Regions from separate parts of the Mus musculus genome. Here region 1 is linked to region 2. A link is a contact called in public Hi-C data. All regions are on one chromosome and are shown on one strand. The core of a region is the stretch at or near the end of the contact, and the rest is flanking DNA. Distances in the headings are between cores, read along the strand shown.

What was found. A called contact is a pair of places that touch in the nucleus more often than the background predicts.
Region 1: a contact with region 2 is called in a Hi-C map of cerebral cortex, with 4 times the contacts expected there. The contact joins two enhancer-like sites. A contact is called at or near these places in 3 of 484 Hi-C or Micro-C datasets (cerebral cortex, embryonic stem cells and liver), 5 of 115 datasets of contacts at active chromatin or transcription factors (craniofacial prominence, embryonic basal ganglia, embryonic forebrain and 2 more) and 1 of 9 other capture datasets (pancreatic islet).

The regions. Positions count from the first base shown.
Region 1 is chr17:69,125,970-69,128,952 of GRCm38.p6, reverse strand. It overlaps a transcript of Epb41l3 not described here. Among named protein-coding and RNA genes, the nearest start is that of Epb41l3, 32 kb to the left of the region's middle. Within about 2 kb of position 1,287, at least 22 of the 459 cell types and tissues checked have an H3K27ac peak or open chromatin away from gene starts, as enhancers often do. A contact at or near this core is called in cerebral cortex, where this site is marked.
Region 2 is chr17:68,880,750-68,883,635 of GRCm38.p6, reverse strand. No RefSeq gene overlaps it. Among named protein-coding and RNA genes, the nearest start is that of Gm36392, 7.9 kb to the right of the region's middle. Within about 2 kb of position 1,550, at least 28 of the 459 cell types and tissues checked have an H3K27ac peak or open chromatin away from gene starts, as enhancers often do. A contact at or near this core is called in cerebral cortex, where this site is marked.

The DNA of each region.
Region 1 (2,983 bases), core at 38-2,537, 250 kb before region 2:
AAAGAATGTTCACAAACCCTTCTGGCCCAAATGCTTAGCTTTTGCAAATTAATCTTAATCCAAATAAGACAGCTTGAGTTAGAAGGACATTCCTTATTGGTTTGGAAGAGACTGATGGTTAGTCTCCCTCTCCAGGTGAGGCAACAGCTACCGACCACTTAAGGATACACCCTTCAGTTTATCAGTGAGAAATACCTCTGCCCTTCCTCCTTTTTCAAAGAGAGAGAGAGAGAGAGAGAGAGAGAGAGAGAGAGAGAGAGAACTGCAGGGGAGGGGTTGGGTTTCTATGTATTCACTGCCCCCTGGCCCTCAGGATGAGGCATGTAATAAAGATGGAAACTCTTGAGACATTAAGAGCCCCTTGTGAAATGCATGAAAAGATTAAAGCTCTCACCGAGAGAAGTTCCTGAGTTTCTGCTGCTTCTCTCTGGTCACCAGTCACTCACAGTCCCAGGCACTGCTAGCATCTACTATTTGAAGGATCACATAAAGAGCAATACACCCCCAGGCAACTCGGGCATGAGGCTCTCTCTCCTGAAATAGCTGAGTTAGGTTTAAAAGCAGCCGCATCGTTTGATTGTTGGGGAATTAACAACCATGCATCAGTGAAGTTGGGTTACCAGTTGTTTTTACAATTACTTACAAAGTAAACTTAAATTCCATCGCCCTATTCTTCTGTTTAATTCTTGGCATGGAATAAAATGAATCACAACTTGTGAGCTGAGAGATGACGCCCGAGTAGAAAACACTCTTGTCTTTGGAGAGAGTTCAAACTTCTCTTAACTACTTCCTAAACTGTAAGTTGCCATCACAACTAGAAAATCGTTTCCAGACTGCTCAAACATGTTTTGCCAGCACAGAGAATTCCTAACAAATGGGTCAGACTGCTGTGTACAAGAGAAGACAAAAAGCTCAGGTAAGGTGACATTGTGGCTATGTCCTGTGCCCTCTCGGCACCCACATTTCCCTGCTCAAACTAACAAGCACAGTTTTCAAATGAGAGGACTGGTACCAGAGCAAAGTCACAAGCGAGCAAACATGTTAAGAGTATTATGGAATTAAGAATAATATCCCTGTTTCCCTTGTAGAATCCATGTGCCAATTTGCTTAATGGCTTATCGTATTCAGACTCTAATTCCAATTATAATTCCCCACCACCATCACGCTGCAAAGGTATACATCCAGGTTGGCAATAGAGAAAATTTACCTCCAAGTCCTAAGAGAGACTTTGAGCACAGATACAGACAGATGAATGAAGGCATACTGCACTGCAGCAATCTCAGCAAGACCGTGCAGCTCCACTCCTCCAGGAATACTCCCAGGGAAGCCCAGAGAGCTCCAGGCAGTAAAGGCAAAGCTTTACCGCCCCTGCGAAATTCTCCTCTGGAAGGCAATCTCAAAGATCAAGCCAGGAGCCAGGAGCCATTAGTAACTGCGTAGCATTTTGGAATGTCCTTGGGATGCTGCTTCTGCTTCTGCCCCAGGTTCCCAGTGTGGTGGCTCCGCATGACTGTGCAGTGTTCTCCAGAATGCTGTGGAAGGAGAGTCTAGGAGAGACACAGAATCCCCGAAGTATCTACGTCTCCCTGTGAGCCTGGTTTCCGGGCAGCAATGTGGAAGCTGCCGTTTGGTAGCAGCTTTCCAGCTTTCTTGGATATAATTTCAAAATTGTTTCATTCCCCAATTGTCATATTAGTTCACGCATCAAAAATCTACAGGCAGGCTGTTAAGATCACAGAGCAATTATAACGAATCTCACTCTTTTTTTCTTTTTTTTTAATCTCTTCCTTTCAATTTGTTTCCTTTCTTATTCCCCAAGTAGGTCTGACTCTATATAACTTACTTTAGTTCTAAAATATAATACTAGTAGAAATACACTGCTCACAACAAACAACCAAGTCTCTCCTCTAAGTAGATGGGGCAAATCTCCAATGGAATCAATCCACTGATGGGGAGGGGTAGAGCTCATCCAGCAAGGAAGAAGCAAGCTTTTTCAGCGATCTAGGATGCTCTATGAAGAAATGCAAAGTACCATTTGCAAACACTAATTTATTTTTAAGTCAACCCTATAAACATTATATTATCATTCCATTGTTCACCGATGAAGAAAATATCTCCAAGAAGTCAAGCCCAACAGATTCCAACAAACCATCAAGAAACACATAACTCTGCTACAAAACAATGAAGATTGCGAATAGACATGTCATGCCTGGAAGAAGATGAGCCCGTGAGTGACAAGAGTTCTTCACCATCATTCAACAGAAAAAAAAAATCAATTCAAGCTGCAACAGGGGGCAATTGCATCAAATAATACAAATTAAAGTTCTTACTCACATACGTCAATTAAACACCAAAGAACTGTAAGATTTCCAAGTCTTGGGAGAAACACAGACCCACACTCTAATGATGACCTAATTAAGGCAGCAAGACAAAGCTGGACATTTAAACACCCTGTGGTCCAGCAGCTCTACTTGATTCAAGGCAACTTCTCAGACCTGTGCATCAGGAACCACCGTTCTAATCAACAATGCCAGAACAGCTCTCACCTCAATAACACAATCCTCAAAATACCAGCCAAAAAGATGGGGTGTGAATATCCAATGACCGTTCCATACAACATTATTAAACATAAGAGCAAATGCGCTTTCTACACATACCACAACACAGGTACAATTTCACACCAGAAAGTATGCAATGGTTATAATCACAAGATGTCTTTGTTAAAAGTTTAAAACGGTTAAAATTTAAAATTCAATTTTCAGAATAGTCATGAATGCCATTGGAGTGCAAAGAGAAAATATAGGTTAGGGAAATGTGGACCTAAGGGTTCTGTCTGCTAGAAACCGAGAATGGGATGAGGTCTGGCCAAATGTGAGGCAAAGGTTGTCGTCAACATCCTAGGTTTTGTTTATGGAAATGCTTTCATTGCTCCTTACATTAGTTAAACTGTCTAACAATGAAATAAGACATAAAGAAGAAATGC
Region 2 (2,886 bases), core at 301-2,800:
AGGCCCTGGTTTTCCCACAGAGGGAGAATATTCACAGGGCCTGTGATTAAATTAAAATGCTGTTCCCTTGGCCTTTGTGTTTTGTGCAGATCGCTGCCTGGACAAGTGTCAGTGTACTTGAAAGTCAAGCTGCATTTGGAAAAAGTTATTGTGAGCATGAAATATTTATCTGAAGGTGAGACACATCTGATGGCTGTTGGTTTCTGACTCCCAGCTTCCTTTCAGACATAGAGCAGCATGTAGGCATCTGGATACAGTTCGCTGCTACTGTACCTGAATACATTTTTGCAAAAGCTGTCAGGTCACAGCTGTTCTCCATGTGGAATGTAGCAGTGAGAGAAATATACTGGCTCATGTGTGCAATTAGCACACCCAAACTCTACCTGCATTTCTGTATTTAAGGATGGTCAGCGATGGCATCTGTCAGGAAAGAACTTAACTGTGTAAACCGAACCCATGTGCTTCTTATCCAGAAATCCTTCCACTGGAACATGGAGGGCTCCGCTGTACTATAGGATGAATAATATAGGTGTTTTATGGGGGGGGGGGAGGATAATGTTTTGTTGCTATGGTGCCAAGCTGTCCTTCCACAAGCGTGTGTTGAAACCTTTACTCCCAGTGCAGCAGTGTAGAGAGGTGGGAACTAACCGGATGGCATTAAGCCTCAGGGTCTACCTTAGGTATATGCATATATACTACTTATTACTTACATAAGTGGTGGCTGTTTAAAAAGGAGGTTTATAAAATTTGCTTTTAGGTACTTTTGGAAACACCCTTTATGAAAAAAAAAAGTTCCATATAGAAGGAGGGTAGCTGTTAGCTTTTTGTAATTCAAAAAAAAAAAAAAAAAATCAAAGATTCAAGCCAGCATGAACCAAACTGTGAGTTTGAAGGATAGCTAATTGCTTACATGCTGTGTAATGGGATTAATTTGTTAAATTGTTGTTGTTGTTGTTTTTCCAGAATTGAAGTGTCATCTTGGTGTGGGGAAAGGACTAGGAGGAGAGGAGGAAGGGAAAACTGCCGTTGGGATGTAAGTAAACAAATAAATATATTAATTTTTTTAAAGTGTGTAAGTATAAATTGGGGGGGGGGGCTATCTGTAAGTCTCAATCCCCCTCTAGAAAAATCAATACCAATGTGGAGAATTGCCACGAAGATTATATGAGGCAATGTATGTAAAACAGCCAACATGGTGATTGTGTTCACAGAAGGGCTCAGTGCAGTGTCAATGTTAATGAGGGATTGAGTATGTCAGATCCATGATGCCATTCCCGCAGAGGGCTGCTTGGGAACTGCCATTGGCCAGGCCATGAGACTGAAGGCAAGCAGTGCCTCTGTAATTTCAGCTTTTCCTAGCTGGCCGTGGTTGCTGTTCTGTTAATCTGAAATTTCAGTATGTGCTGAACAGAGGAGACCTATGTGACCAGCTCCCCACAACTTTTTCCTATGAAGAGCCTTAGACTTTGTGAAGGGTTTCACTGGGCAGAAGCAGTGTTCTTGTTCATGGAGACCGGGATATGCTCAAGGGTGGCCTCTGGTGAGAGAGAAAGCAGAGGAACACTGAAAGACAGATCCTCTGGCTCCAGCCGCCGCCGCCATCATCTTCTGTGTTGTGCTGTGCCCTTTCCACGCGGCTGAACGCAATCAAAATCCTCAAACGCAGCAGCAACCTTAGGATCCCTCATCATACTCCACGTTTAGTGACGTTTATCATAATGTTCATTCAATGAGTAGTTCCCAAACGTGGCTGTTATCAGAACGTCCTAGGAAACGAGTCGCACAGGTATCCCTCCACCTGCTCCACCTAGCGGCGGCACAATTATAAAAGGGTCCTACTTTGAACTGTCAGCGCTCTCTTAAATGTTATTTGTTTCTTGTTTGTTTTTCTGTGTGCCTGACTGTGCCCCGTGGGTTGGGAGGTCAGAGGACAATGCTCAGGAACCAGTTCTCTGCCACTTTGTGGGAGTCCAGGTGGGAACTCAGGCTGGAAGGGGTAGCTTACAAGTGCCTGGACCAGCTGAGCCCTCTCTGCAGCCCAGATCTCGGTGTTCTTTAGTTCTGACATTTCTAGTTGATTCATTTAAAACGTTTTTACTATGTTTAGATTTATCAGTTACTATGTATCTATTAATCAGTTAATATGCCTTTCTGGAAGTTCTCTTTCAAGTCATATTGCCTCATTTTTTTTCTTCTTCTTCTTCTCCTCTGGATCCCTTGGGATCCTTTTAACACTATAGTTTTAGATTTACAGAAAACTTGCAAGAACAACATGGAAAGATCTGCCCATGCTTGTTCTGATTCCTGTTAACATCTAGCCTGACCCTTGGACAGTGACCAGAAGGAGGGGTGAATACCTCCATGTTCCTAGTCACCAAACAATAGCTGTTTGTCTGCACTTAAGATTTTCCCAGCTTTTTGTTGTCTTTGTTCCAGGATCCAATCTAAGATCCCATCTTGTGTTTAGTTGTCTTGTCTCTGTCTCCAGTGCATAGCAGAACCTTGGTAGTTTCCTGTTTCTCCAGACTTCTATTGAGTGCTGTTGTTTTGTTTTGTTCTGTTTTGTTTTGTTTGTTTGTTTGTTTGTTTGTTTTTGGTAGATTATCTCTTGAGTTTGGCTTTGTCTGCTGTTTTCTTGTGAAGAGATTTGGGTAATACATTACCAACAGACACTACAGAAGTATAGTAATGGGGCCTATAATGGGGTGGCCCTTCATGTTATTGGCATTAGTCTTGGTTACTTATTGGTGACTTCTGAAGCTCTCCACTCTCAAGCTACACAATTTTCTTTGAAGTTAATTATTTTCCTGAGGAGATCTGCTGGGAGTCTGAAGATGCCCAGCTTTAAGATTTTAAGATATGCGGTTGGGTCTCTTCTGTGATAGT